2 separate regions of the Mus musculus genome follow, and region 2 is linked to region 1. A link is a contact called in public promoter capture Hi-C data. All regions are on one chromosome and are shown on one strand. The core of a region is the stretch at or near the end of the contact, and the rest is flanking DNA. Distances in the headings are between cores, read along the strand shown.

Evidence for each region. Promoter capture Hi-C pulls out the DNA fragments that hold promoters and counts their contacts.
Region 2: a contact with region 1 is called in a promoter capture Hi-C map of the HPC-7 cell line. The contact joins the promoter of Wdfy4 here to the promoter of Tmem273 in region 1. A contact is called at or near these places in 14 of 39 promoter capture datasets (the 3T3-L1 cell line, 3T3-L1-derived adipocytes, the HPC-7 cell line and 7 more), 3 of 484 Hi-C or Micro-C datasets (LSK cells, embryonic stem cells and nephron progenitors) and 1 of 9 other capture datasets (adipose tissue).

The regions. Positions count from the first base shown.
Region 1 is chr14:32,783,024-32,789,563 of GRCm38.p6, forward strand. It overlaps Tmem273 (transmembrane protein 273), which reads left to right and starts at 2,940. Exons shown (of 5, transcript NM_001163616.1): 1 at 2,940-3,073. The coding sequence starts at 3,028.
Region 2 is chr14:33,181,625-33,188,164 of GRCm38.p6, forward strand. Wdfy4 (WD repeat and FYVE domain containing 4) reads right to left here and starts at 3,442. Exons shown (of 59, transcript NM_001146022.2): 1 at 3,244-3,442.

The sequences.
Region 1 (6,540 bases), core at 1,690-4,189:
AGCCATCATGGTACCTGTGACATCCGTAGCCACGGGTTATTCATGACAGGCACATAGGGTAGGACACCTGCACATGCTGGGGCATCATGCCACACCAGAGAGGTCTCTGGAGGTGTCAGGCGATCTTTGTAGCCTCTAGCCTAGCAGAGATCTTTGGGCTCTGAGCTCTACTTTATTCTCCAGTCTAGCAGCCAGAAGGCTTCGATTTCCCAGCTCAGGAAGTGATGTCAGGTCAAAAGCAGAAGTTCTGAAGCTTCTACCCTTCCTGGGAAGTATGGACAGGCCATTCTCTGAGAGGAGGTCCCCAGAAGCTATAGAGCAGGGAGTAGGCTGATGACTGTATTAACTTGCCATGTGGAAACACTTGAAAATTGATTGCCAGCATCAGAAAATGGATATTTATATCAGCATAGGGCCACTTAATCCATCTGGGTGCCAGGTCTCCTGAAACTGGAGTTACAGGTGGCTGTAAGCCATCGTGTGGGTGCTGGGAACCAAACTTGGGTCATCCGCATGGGTAATAAATACGTTTCATCACCAAGTGTCTCTCAAACTCGTACAGTTCCTTATAGCACTCTCAGAGCAGGTGAAGAATTCCTCCTACACATCATTAATAAGAAGGACTCCTTTTAGATTAATATGTGTTAAGAGAAACATGTGTGAGTATTTAAATTGTTGAGGGGCTAGGATCTAACCTAGGGCCTTGGGTACATCAGGCAAATGCTCTACTGCTGAGCTTCATGCTCAGCTTTTGTGTGTGTGTGTGTGTGTGTGTGTGTGTGTGTGTGTGTGTGTGTGTGTGTGCTTGCTTTGAGGCAGAGTCTCACCATAGAGCCCAAGATGGCCTGAAACTTTCTAACCTCCATGTAGAACCACATTGAAATATGTATTAAGACTATATAAATATATTAGTATGTGTGAGGTAGAGGGATAGAACATTTTTAAGTCACTAAAATGCTGCAGATTGCATTGCTCAGGATGCATGAGTTCCTTGCTTCTCACACCTAGAAGGAGCAGAGGTAACCATGAGAAACGGTCTAATGAACATCTGGCCACCCCAGTCATCTGGCCACCTCTGTTCAGACAGGTGGGTCTCTGATGCTTGTCAAAGGTTGACAGGAGGGTGGCATACACTGCTGACTGAGTGGTCCAAGCTCAGCTTTCATACCCACCTCTGTGTAGACTGTGGTTTGGTTTCTTCCTCTGTCAGACTCCAGTCAGTATTAATAGTCAAGACAGGAAGCTGTGAGGGTCACGTAAGTGTCACGTCCTCAGAGAGCACTAGGCCCAGGAGGAAGGGCTACCATCGTTGGCTGACACTTAGAGGTTTAACATGAGAGCCCAGTGGGTGGCTCACCCTCTGCCAGCTCAGTTAGAGGCTCCGGACTTGTCACTATGTGGATCGAACATTTAAAAAGTAACATTGCTTATCTACCGTACTTGGAGCCTCACATCAGCTCGATGAGCCGGGAGAGGCAACCCAACGAGAGTTCTGGGAACTTGAGTGGAAAAAAATGACTTTTGCATTCTCTGACCTTGAAGGGAAGCCTAGCACCTCCCTCCCACCAGTGCAGAAGTGAGCGGCACATAAACCGCAGAGATGTTATCACGTGGTGACTGCTATGAGCAGGGGTCATGTGAAAAGAGTTATAAACTCTTCCTAGCCATATAAAGCACACACAATCCAGGTATTTTATTTACATGCTGTAAGCCAAGATTGGGCAGGTTTTGGAGCTATTTAATTTACATCCCAGTCATATGTCCCTTGTTATTTGCTGTTTCTCCTGGCTACGTGTTCATGGTCTTTCTCCTCTTGTGGCTGCTTCCTCCCCCTTCTGTGTCCTTTCTTCTTCTCTCTGTCTTTATCTGAAACTCCTAGCCAGGTAACTGAAAACCCGCCTACCTCTATCTACTGCCCAGTCACAGTATTTTATTGGCCAATTAGCTTGGAGGGCAAGGATACATAGCATCATCTGGTGTATGTGAGGATCTCCACGTTGGGTGGCAACCAGATCTTGGGGGCCAGTATTTAGTATTTGAATACACAGCAGCATGAGACCAACCCCTTATAGGGCTAGGGATTGGCCCCTCATACCGCCACCCTTGCAAACAGCTGAATGAATACCATTAGAAAGTGTGTGCCTGCCCTTTAATCTGTGAACATATCCTGTTGTTTGCTGTGTGGTAAGAAGCAGACATACTTCTTTAGCATGAAGAACCTTCTAAGAACCATTTCAATATCCATCCATGTCTCAGTGCTCCTGACTTATTTTATAAACCTTGTCTACTTGAGTGTGGATGTCTGACACTTACATAGCTGGGTCTGTTTGCACACATCTGCAATCACTGCATGAAAAAGGCCTCAGCAAGAGATCAAGAATTTAAGTCTAACCTGGTCTACACAATAAGCTCTCTCTGGGAAAAACAAAACAAGACAAAAAACAAACAAAAAACAGGCATCAAGGCTGCAGCCCAGAGACAAAGGTCTCACATGCCTTAGGGGCTGGTTGATATTAATAGCATCAGAAAGGTTTCTGAGAAGAGGGTAACAGGCCTCCCCAGATTCCAAAGAACCAATGACTTATCACAGAGTTGTGTTGAGGGAGAGGAGGTGGTTCCAGCCCCAGGCATTAGAGGCTACTCTAAAATCTGGCTTTCTGTACAGACCAGAGCAGGCAGCATTCTCCTTTAAGACCTACCAGCAGGGGTCTTTGGGCAAGAAACCAAAGTGATGCTTCAGTGTTGGAGATCTGGGGAGAGAGCCAGAGGAGGACTTGCGAGCTTTAGCATCCAGTGGTACACCCTCCTGGGCACACATGAACTCTCTCCCACTCGCCACTAGGCAGAGCCCAAATAACAGGAACTTCCTTCACCCCTGCCTGCAAAGGGCCAAGAAGAACCCACAGTCTTTGGCTGTGGCTGTAGCTTCCTTCCTTGTCAGTCACGTGGGGGCTTAGCTCCCATCCCTGGAGCCTGGGGTCAGACAGCTCACTTGCTTCATCTCAAGGAGTCAGGACAGACACCACTATGAGCTCTGGGGTCCCATTACTGAGAGTCCTCCTCTTCCTCTTAGGTAAGTGAAGGCAGATAGTAGAAATGGAGTGGGTGTTACCCTTTGCCAGCCTGGGAGCCCAGTGAGTTTAAACTGTAGATGAGACACCCATGGGCTTCCTTCTGAATTGTGACACATCCCTCGGGCTAGATGGCCTTGCTGACTTGGGTGGGATAGTGGGCAATATCCCCATTTCAGTTTAGATGCTGCTTACAAGCATGCTGGGCTGAGGGAGGAGAGGGCTGAGGGGGGTGCAGAGGAAGAGCTCCAGGCTTGGCTAAAGGACAGTCTGCTTCAACTGTGGCTTCATTCCTCCCAAACCGGAACATGCTTCTGGCACCCTGAGCACCCTGAGTTTCAGCTTCTGACCTAACGAAGTGGAAGATAGTGTTCCCTTCATAGGCTTGTGAGAGAACTGAGTTAAGCTTAATCGATCCAAGTCAAGATAATTGCCTAGAAGAGACAGGCTGGTGGGGCTGCCCCATTCCTGGTGATGACTGTGTGCGGAGTAGAGCGGGCAGAGGAATGGCCAATAGAGTAGACCCAGAAGCATTTTTGTTTGTTTGTTTTAAAGCACTTGTTTTTGGCCAAGCATTGAAAGGTGGAAGGAAGGAGAGAAGCGGGAGTAAGGTGGGCAAGGACTGGGAAGAAATAAAAAGTCAGGCATAGAGAGGAAGAAACGTGGTAAAGTGAGAGGAGCTACAAGATTGCTAGAAGTACGCAGAGACACTGAGAGCAGCGGCTGCGGGGAGGAGGGCTACTTCGCAAAGTGCCCTTGGCGTCAACTGTGCTTCTTCGGAAGGCAGCACTCATATGCTTTAAGATGCCTTTTCCAGAAAACTGAACAAAACCGAAAAGCAAGCAGTCTGCCTCCTAATGGTTTCTTGAGTCTGCAGGTGTGGCCTGAATCCGGTACACAGACAAGATTACCGTAGCAGGTATCCACGAGCGAGCACCCGCACCGCGAAGGGGCAGCACAATAAATACCTGGGTCTTTGGTATTGGCATGTTGCGACAGACCCCTCTCATCCACTCGTGGATGTTGGTTCCTGACAGCGACAATGAGGAGGTCGCAGGGACCAGCAAGCAGTGAATAAGGGTGCGCAGGACAACCAAACTCAGTATCGTTGCCAGGCAAAGGGCCAGAAGCCAACAGAGTCTCTAACCTCACTTTCTTTCTGCTTTGGGCCGACAGAAATACAGGCCGCTCCATCGTGGGGAATCTGGGGTAGGGGTCGAATTTAAAAACGAAGAATAAAGTAAAATGATATAAACAGACAATTCACTGAAAAATTGCAGACAGTAAGCCTTTTAAGATGCTCCGTCTGACAAACCCAAAGAGAAGTAATAGCGTGTGGCATATTTTGGTGCTTCTGAGGTGCAAAGTACTGGCTAAAGTCAGTCCCCACAGTGTCATGGAAAGACATCCTGGTACTGCAATCTCTGGGTGCCCTTTTAAGCTCTGGGGCCCAGTCATTCTGCTCTTAAATGCTTTCACATAAAGGTAGGGCATAGAGAGGACCGCGAGGCAGCTCTAGACTTCCAGCATGTTACTTTTTGTTCTGTTTTTTGCAAGCACAGAGAAATAAGGCAGTCATCTTCTCTGTGCCAGTTTCCTCGTCTATCAGTTGAGGCTAATGATCTGTCCTACTTCCTTCCCATGGTATGGTGGTTGAGAGGTTTCTTAGCAGCGTGTCTGACTCCTGGTGTACGCTCAGGACCAGGCATTAGGCACACTCACTGATTCCACTTCACAGAGGCTATTGGGAGGGGAAAGGAAGCTGTTCACAACTTTTGACCCAGAAATTCCTTGTCAAAGAATTTACTCTAAAGAAATAATGAGGGTAAAAGCTTCCCAAAAACGTTTAACAGGATGTTACTCAGCACAGGAGGAATTTCAATTAAGGGATTGCTCAGATCAGATTGGTCAGTGGCCGTGTCTATGGGGAATTGTCTTGGTTGTTGATTGGTGTGTGTGTGTGTGTGTGTGTGGTGTGTGTGTGTTGGGTCTCAGCTAACTGTGGGTGGTGGTACCCTTGAGCAGGTGGTCTGGGTTGGGTCAGAAAGCTGACCAGCATGAGGTAGAAGCTGGCCAATAAGCAACTTGATAAAAAGTTGATTGATGTGGGTCATGATGCTCATCACAGCAGCAGAAAAGTGAACTAGAACATCATCTAAGATACATTTTAAAACTCACCTTTAAATGGATTGCATCATTCAAAAATAGACTGTATCTGTGTGTGCATCTTAATGAAAGGGTCTAGTTTTATTTTTCTGTGTGTAATACAAACACTCCTAACGTTTGCTTTAGTCTTTCATTTAGAACCTTTTGGCAATGCTGCCTCCATTCAGGCCCCATCTAGCAGACATAAAAGCTGCCTGTTCTGGGCCATGGTTCTGGATCTGACTGCATTTGGTCATCTTCATAATGATTTGATACAATAGCTTATGTATCGTTGTCACTTCTCAGGAAGGTTGTACACACTGCTTGTTGCTGTTAGAATCTTCCTGACTCTGAGTGCCCCTTCCTCTCTCGATGAAGCTTTTCCTCAAAAGCATGGTGAACCCACTTCCCGAGAGCTAACACCTCAGAACCACCCCGGGGGCCTCATCCACCTCTCCAAACCAGCCCCAAGTGGGAGTGTTCTTGTAACCATGCCCATTTGGACAGACGAGGAGAGGGGAGCATACAACACAGAAAGGGCTTCTTGGAGGTCAGAGGTCAGGTAGGCGGCATTGCGCAGATTTGAAATGGGGCATTTCAATATTTTAAAACTGTGCATTCAGAGCTGAGAATGAAAAAGGTGTCACCATGAAAACACTCTGAGTGGTGTTCACTCAGACTGCTTCATTCAAATTTCCATTCCAAACTTACAGAAAAGAGCCAACAATAAGGAGTTTGCATACACTCTCAAGGGTTGAGTTTGAGAACAGTTCACCCCTTTGCTTTATCTGTCTTTCTTTCTGTGTGTCTTACCGTGTGTACTGGCTAGTTTTGTGTGTCAACTTGACACAGCTGGAGTTATCACAGGGAAAGGAGACTCCCTTGAGGAAATGCCTCCATGAGATCCAGATGTAAGGCATTTTTCTCAAATCCAGTGGGGGAGGGCCCCTGGTGGGTGGTGCCATCTCTGGGCTGGTAGTCTTGGGTTCTATAAGAAAGCAAGCTGAGCAAGCCAGGGAAGCAAGCCAGTAAGAAACATCCCTCCATGGCCTCTGCATCAGCTCCTGCTTCCTGACCTGCTTGAGTTCCAGTCCTGACATCCTTTGGTGATTAACAGCAATGTGGAAAGTGTAAGCTGAATAAACCCTTTCCTCCCCAACTTGCTTCTTGGTCATGATGTTTGTGCAGGAATAGAAACCCTGACTAAGAAACCGTGTAAGCCATTTGTAGCCAGACTGTATAACATCAAGGGTCCTCTAGCCGCTAAATGCATCGGTGTGTATTTCCCAAGACTAGAGACAGGCTCAGCGGTGTGGATGGATCA
Region 2 (6,540 bases), core at 2,192-4,691, 400 kb after region 1:
TGCAGCACTGCAGAGATGTTCATCTAAGACAGCACTGCATCACTGCAGAGATGCTCATCTAGGACAGCACTTCAACACTGCAGAGATGCTCATCAGGGACAGCTGCAGCACTGCAGAGATGCTCATCTAGGACAGCACTGCAGAGATGCTCATCTAGGACAGCACTGCAACACCACGTAGAAGTTCATCTAGGATAGTACTGTAACACTTCAGAGATGCTCATCTAGGACAGCACTGTAACACTGCTGAGATGCTCATCTGGAATTTATATATAGAAAAAGACAGCTAAACTGCTATTGCTTCTTAAGACAAGCTCATCTGGAATTTATATAAAGAAAAAGACAGCTAAACTGCTATTGCTTCTTAAGACAATATGATTTCTAATTATATTCTAAACACGTATGCTTACACCCACAAATAAGAGCAGCTCTCACTCCTCATCAAGGAGCTGCTTTTTGCAGCAGATACCGTTACAGAAATCTACCACTGGTCAAAATGCAGAGAATAAGGGACTATGAAGTGCCCCTGTGCCAACTGATACATCTACAATGCAATCCCTAGGCTCAGAAAATCACAAAAGAGAGCGTGGGAAGAGTGTAAGAGCCAGAGGCCCAGGGTGCCTGTGCTGGTCAGTGTCCCCTAGACATGATAAGGAAAACACACACACACACACACACACACACACACACACACACACGAATATCAACAGTAAGGTTGCCTGAACAGAACCAGCATAATGGCAACACCAATAGACATGCCAACACAGACAGGGACAATTACACATGGTTCCAACCCCACAAGAGCTATAGGCTGTCAATGGCTCTGAAAGACAGAGAACAGTTTCTTTTAGGCATGAGCTCTTTCATAGGATGTCACCAATACCAAGTGGTCAGCCCTGGGCACATGTACATATGAGCAGCATCAAATGTACTGAGTTGATTATCTGTGTGTGTGCATTCATATGTACACATGCACACATATATGTGAGAATTATAAACAAAGAAGAGGCCATGGATTTTGGAAAGGGGGAGATGGAATTTGGAGGAAATGTGTGAGTGATATATAGTACTCATATACAAAATCTCAAAAAAGTAAAGTTCAAAAACAATTTTTAAAAAAACATATTTAACCCATACTGAACAGGTGAAAAATAATTTCCAGCTGGATAAAGGACTGAAAAATGAAAGGCTAACGTGCATTTAAAAATATTGCTCCTATCAAATTTGGTAAAAACTGTGGAACAGAAGCAGCCCTGTTGCTGCTGATGGTTCAGTAAAATGATCCGCATGTTGGATCTGAGGCTCCACCCCTGTGGGTTCAGCTATTCGTGTGGGTGGGGGTTATATGTAGGTAATATCCATATACTGTACCAGTTTGTAGATTGGACTTGAACATATGCAGACAAGTGTAAGGGGTGTCTTGGAACCAATCTTCAGAGCACACACTAAAGCTGATGATAAGTTTGCCTGTGACCCAATTCTATTTCCAGGATACACTCTTCAGAGAAATTGTTACATCTATGCTAGGATGATGTAAAAGAAGAACCATAGTATCACCGTTTGTAATAGGACAAAAACAACTAGAAATGTCTCACGTGCCTATCAGCAGGCTCTCAGAAAACTATGTTCATGAAATAAATGCTGCACAGAATTGTATATTAACAAATTAAAAGGGTTTCCAGCAATACAAACAAATTTCAAAAACATAGCTTTGAGGCAATTAAGCAAGTCTTCAATAATGTTTAATTCAGGCTGGAGAGATGGTGCAGAGGGTAAAATTGCTCGCTGGGTAAACATGCTGACCTGAGTCCTGTTTCCTAGCTCCCACATAAAGGCTAGCAGAGCAGCACAGATCTACATCTCTGGATCTGGGAGGCAAAGAGAGGCAGATTCCCTGGGCTTACTGGTCAACCAATCTATCCAAAGGGGCATTCAGAGACCTTGTCTCAAAGATAAAGATGTAGAACAGTAGAGTAAGACATCTGATATCAAAGTCTGTCCTCTCCATATGCATGCACAGGTATGTGTACCTGCATACATATGCACACACTCATGCATACAGTATACTCTGTGTGTGTGTGTGTGTGTGTGTGTGTGTGTGCGCGCGCGCGCGCGCCTAACTTCAGGCTAAGTTCAAAAAAGTATAAAATAAAGCCATATATAGTTTGGGTTACCTTTCCGTTGCTGTGATAAAACACCATGACCAAGACAAGTTACAAAAGAAAGCATTTAATCTGTTGCTTACAGGTTCGGAGGATTAGAATCCATGATGTCAGAGCAAAGGAACAGTGGCAGGAACAGCTGAGAGTCTAAAAATCACATCCAAGAGGCAAAGAGAGAGGCCCTCACTAGAAACAAAGGGAGAGGACTTTTGAAACCTCAAAGCCCGCCCCCAGTAACTCACCCTTTCCAACAAGGCCACACCTCCTAACACTTCCCAAACATTTCCACCAATTAGAGACCAAGTATGAAAATATATGAGCCTAAGGAAAGCACTCCCATTCAAACTACCAGACATGTATTAAACAATTTAGAGATAGTGGAGGAATCAGAAATAAAAACAAGGAAACAATAATCCCAAAGCTGGGACAGAGGGTCATTCAGGCTAAACACCTATACACACAAGATAATAAAATAAGGTTTTTTTAAAATTTAATAAAAAAGAAAACTCTTTTAGGCCCATAGGAGGTCAGACCAGACACCAAGGATGTAAAGACAGGAGAATTTTTCCCACACTTGAGCCCACACCCAACTCTCTGGCTAGTCCCCAGCCCCCAGCACACCCTTCACTGCAAGGTACCACACTGACCTCCAAGCCTTCCTGAAGGCTTTTAAGAGCAATTCTCAGAAACCACAGTGCAGGGCTGGGCTCCTTCAGTGTCCTCTCAGCAGATGTGTGCCCTCCCTGTCCATCCTGCACATTCCTCCAACCCACTTTATGTCACCGCACCGGCATCACAGGCCCCATCTGTAACTTGTCTCTTTACTAGTTCATTGGACGTAAGTGGATAGAAATGGAGACAATTATACTTGAAATATTCCCTAGAAAGACAGTACCCAACGCCCAGTCATCACTTCGGAAAGACTGGGACAAAGGATTAGGTTCTTGAAAGCTGGGTTTTGAAGGAGAAAGGGATCAATCCTCAGTGGCCCAGATGCTGCTGTTAATGAGAAACATTGGAATTCAAAGGCTGCGTGTGATAACGCAGGTGAAGAAATGCCACCTTAAGAGACTTCTACTTACCAGATCCTGGGGCAGGCAAGGGTGGGGCCAGCTAAGGGCAAGACCAGGTCTGCCCAGCTGCCCCGAAGGCCAGGGTGGGTGGTCCACCCTTCACAAGCTACACCAGGGCTATGAGAGGAGCGTCTCAGTCAGTGTCCCGTTCTATACCTTGACAGTGGCACAAGCCAGAGTTAGTTTTCCCCAGCTGTGGCAGACTCCTACCTCTCAGCAGAGTCTAAAGAAGGGACTTAACCCGTGGTCAGAGGGTAAGGAATGATCTAGTGCCTGGTCAGCTCAGCAAAACTCACAAGTGACAAGGGTGCTGAGAGGCACTGACCACAAGGACCTCCTTCACCGCTCACTTCCTGCCAATCGTCCCTCCTCTCTGCCACCCCGCATTCAGACTAAGTACTGATGGTCACACATGTGCTCCACAGTTGGCTTTGCAGGAAGCAGCGGGGCAGTCTACCGCAACAAACAGCCCCCACCTGGCTGATCTCTCTTATCCAAGATCAGAAAGACGTACCTGGAGGGTGGTGGTCAAAGCCTGCGGATGTCACATGGTGTGAGTGCTTCTATCCCCAGCCTCCAATGGCTCAGCTCAGGGGAACAGACCAAGACCTGGCCTCGCATGGCAGCCATCAACAACAGTGTTTCATTATGAATCACTTGTGCTGGGTTTCTCTTCATTTCCTGGAGAAAGCAGAAGTGGGAAGTCAGCAGATGCCTGCCCTTCCCATCCTTCCCTCCAAGGAGCCAATGACAGAGCTGCTTCACCAATGACTGGCAGGACAACATGGGTTTCACAAAAGCTCCCCTGAGACTGTGTGTTTGGTGATCAAGCAGAGCCAGGTGGGACCTAGGAACAGAAGGGAAAGTACAGCCTGGTGCCCATGTCTGAATTCCGCCTCTGCTGCTTACTAGCTGTGTGCCCAGCAGGCTGGGGTCCGTATGGCTCCTCGTCCTAACCCTCAGCCTCCCAGTCCTAATTTCAAATCCCTAGGAACTAAATCTAAATGCCTTCCCTTCTCTAAATGGTAAGGTATGGGAGCAGGTGTGTGGAATACCAATATGGAAGAATGGCTCTTTCTAAGACCCCAGCAGAGTTCTTAATGTCTCCACAGGATGGAGAAGACTAGATTGGAGCAGAAGCTTAGAGAAAATCAGAAACGTCTTTGTAGATAAGCCAGGCACAGGGGGGACTGGGGGAGACAAAGCCAAGGGTTAGGGGTTGCAGGAGTGTGAGGCTCAGAAACACACAAAGGAGAAAGTGGGGTGTTCTCCTGATGAGGTGACTTCATTCGTGCAGGTGATGTTCTGCCCAGATGACCCACAGGACAATGTGGGTCAGTAGGGGAAAGGGCAGGGTCCAGGCACTTATAAGAGCAGAGAGGAATCTCTGATTGGATGTTGCAGCCTTGTGCCTTTACAATATGCACATTCCCATAACTCCAGCTTTTCCTATGGGGAAAGTTTCACACTCGGGCTCAGCAAACAACTCAGGCCCAGTGCAGAAGCCACCCACCAGGGGAGCAGAGAGACTCCTTCCACAGGTGGGCATTGCCATGTGGAAGGGAAACACCCTTAGGTTTTCCATGGTCAAAGTCATGAACATCAAAAATAATGTTACCCAATGAACAGTGGGCAAGAAAAGAAACACAGGGAACAACTTGATGGCGACTTAAGCGAATGCTGTATCAGAAACAACAGAAGTCAGAAGACAATGGAGGCTCAGTTGACTTTCCTCTATCCATGATAGAACACTGGCTGGCTTGATCTTGAGCAACTCTTATGCATGAAGCCACAGCTGCTGTTGGCTAATGAGTACAGCAGTCCTGTCGTGTCCAAAGATACCTGGTCCTCCGTGACCTCTGACTCTTATAGTCTTTGCTCTCTGTCTTCCATGATGTTCCCTGAGCTACTGACAGCCAACAGCAGCTAGAGGAATGAGAGTCAGTTATCTTGGGCTGTGTGGTCCTCAGCAGGTTGGCCATGCTCCAGCGGATGATCCCACAGGACATGGATGGCACTTAGACTCTGCTATTAAAAATAAGAAAGAAAGATAAAAGAAAAGAAAACAAATGGCAGGAACACAAGAAGGAAACGTGGAGTGCTTTGTGTACAAGCATGAGAGTCTAAGTTTGGGTGCCCAGCATCCATGAAAACATTGGGCATGGCAGAGCACATCTGTAACTTCAGCTAATTTCCGAAATAAAGTATGTTAATTTTGCACATTATGTAATAATGTAATAAATAATGGAAATAAGATTAAAAATGGCTACCGTCCTAATAGCTGACAAGTATATGCTTTTGATCATTATTGTTGTTGTGTTGTTGTTAAAGCTTTGGAGTCAGGGTATATATTCTCTGTAGCCTGGGCTTGTTGATGTTGTTTCACTGCAAAGACTTCAAGCTTTCTCTCTCCAGAGACTCAGTATCATCTTTAACAGCAGCATCAACATCCTATCTGTCTTTGCCAAGTTCATGGACATCATTCACACACGCTGGAACTGCAGTACCATGAACAATGTGTTCTGGATGAATGGGTTTTCTTGTCGGGAAGTAGGGGGAGACAGCTGGAGCTTTGTTTTATTTTTGAATGCCTTTATATTGTCTCGCTGATCATGTGGCATTGCTAGAAATGTGGTCTGTGTGGCTTCAAGGCACCTCTTTCAGAGACCACCTAATCTGCCTGGCCTTACTCTGAGCTCTCTGTTGTGTTATTGTGGTAGATGTTTCGTGTCTGTTTCATGTCAGCTACTGTGACTTTGTAATAATATTTTGAAATTTGGCATATTAAGGATTTTTTTGCTGGTTTTGCTGAAAATTCAAGTCTTCTGTGTCCAGATGAACATCAAGATTTTTGTATGTTTCTGTGAATAATCACATTGGAACTTTGAAAGTGTTTATCTTGGCTTTGGTCACAACTATAAAACCAAGGCCATAGTGCTCCTAGAAGGAAACAGAAATATTAGCTAGAAGAGAGGAACCAGTGCATCTGGCTCCATCCAAATCCAAGTTTTCCTCTAAGAGGAGACACTATTAGGGAAGAAGACACATGTAATCCGATCAAGGAAGTGCGCATACAGAGCTCCAGGGAGAGGTGTGGTTCAGTGGAAGAAAACTGACCTAGCATGCACAGACCCAAGGGTCCCAAGCCCTTCGGAAAAAGAAGAAGAGGATGGAGAAGAGAGGAAGAAGAAGGGGAGGGGAGGAAGAAAAGGGAGGGGCAGTGGGAAGAGGAGGAGGAAGAAGAGAAGGAAGAGAAAGAGGAGGAGAAGGAAGAGGCTGTGTCCCAACAAACTGACAATCAAAAGA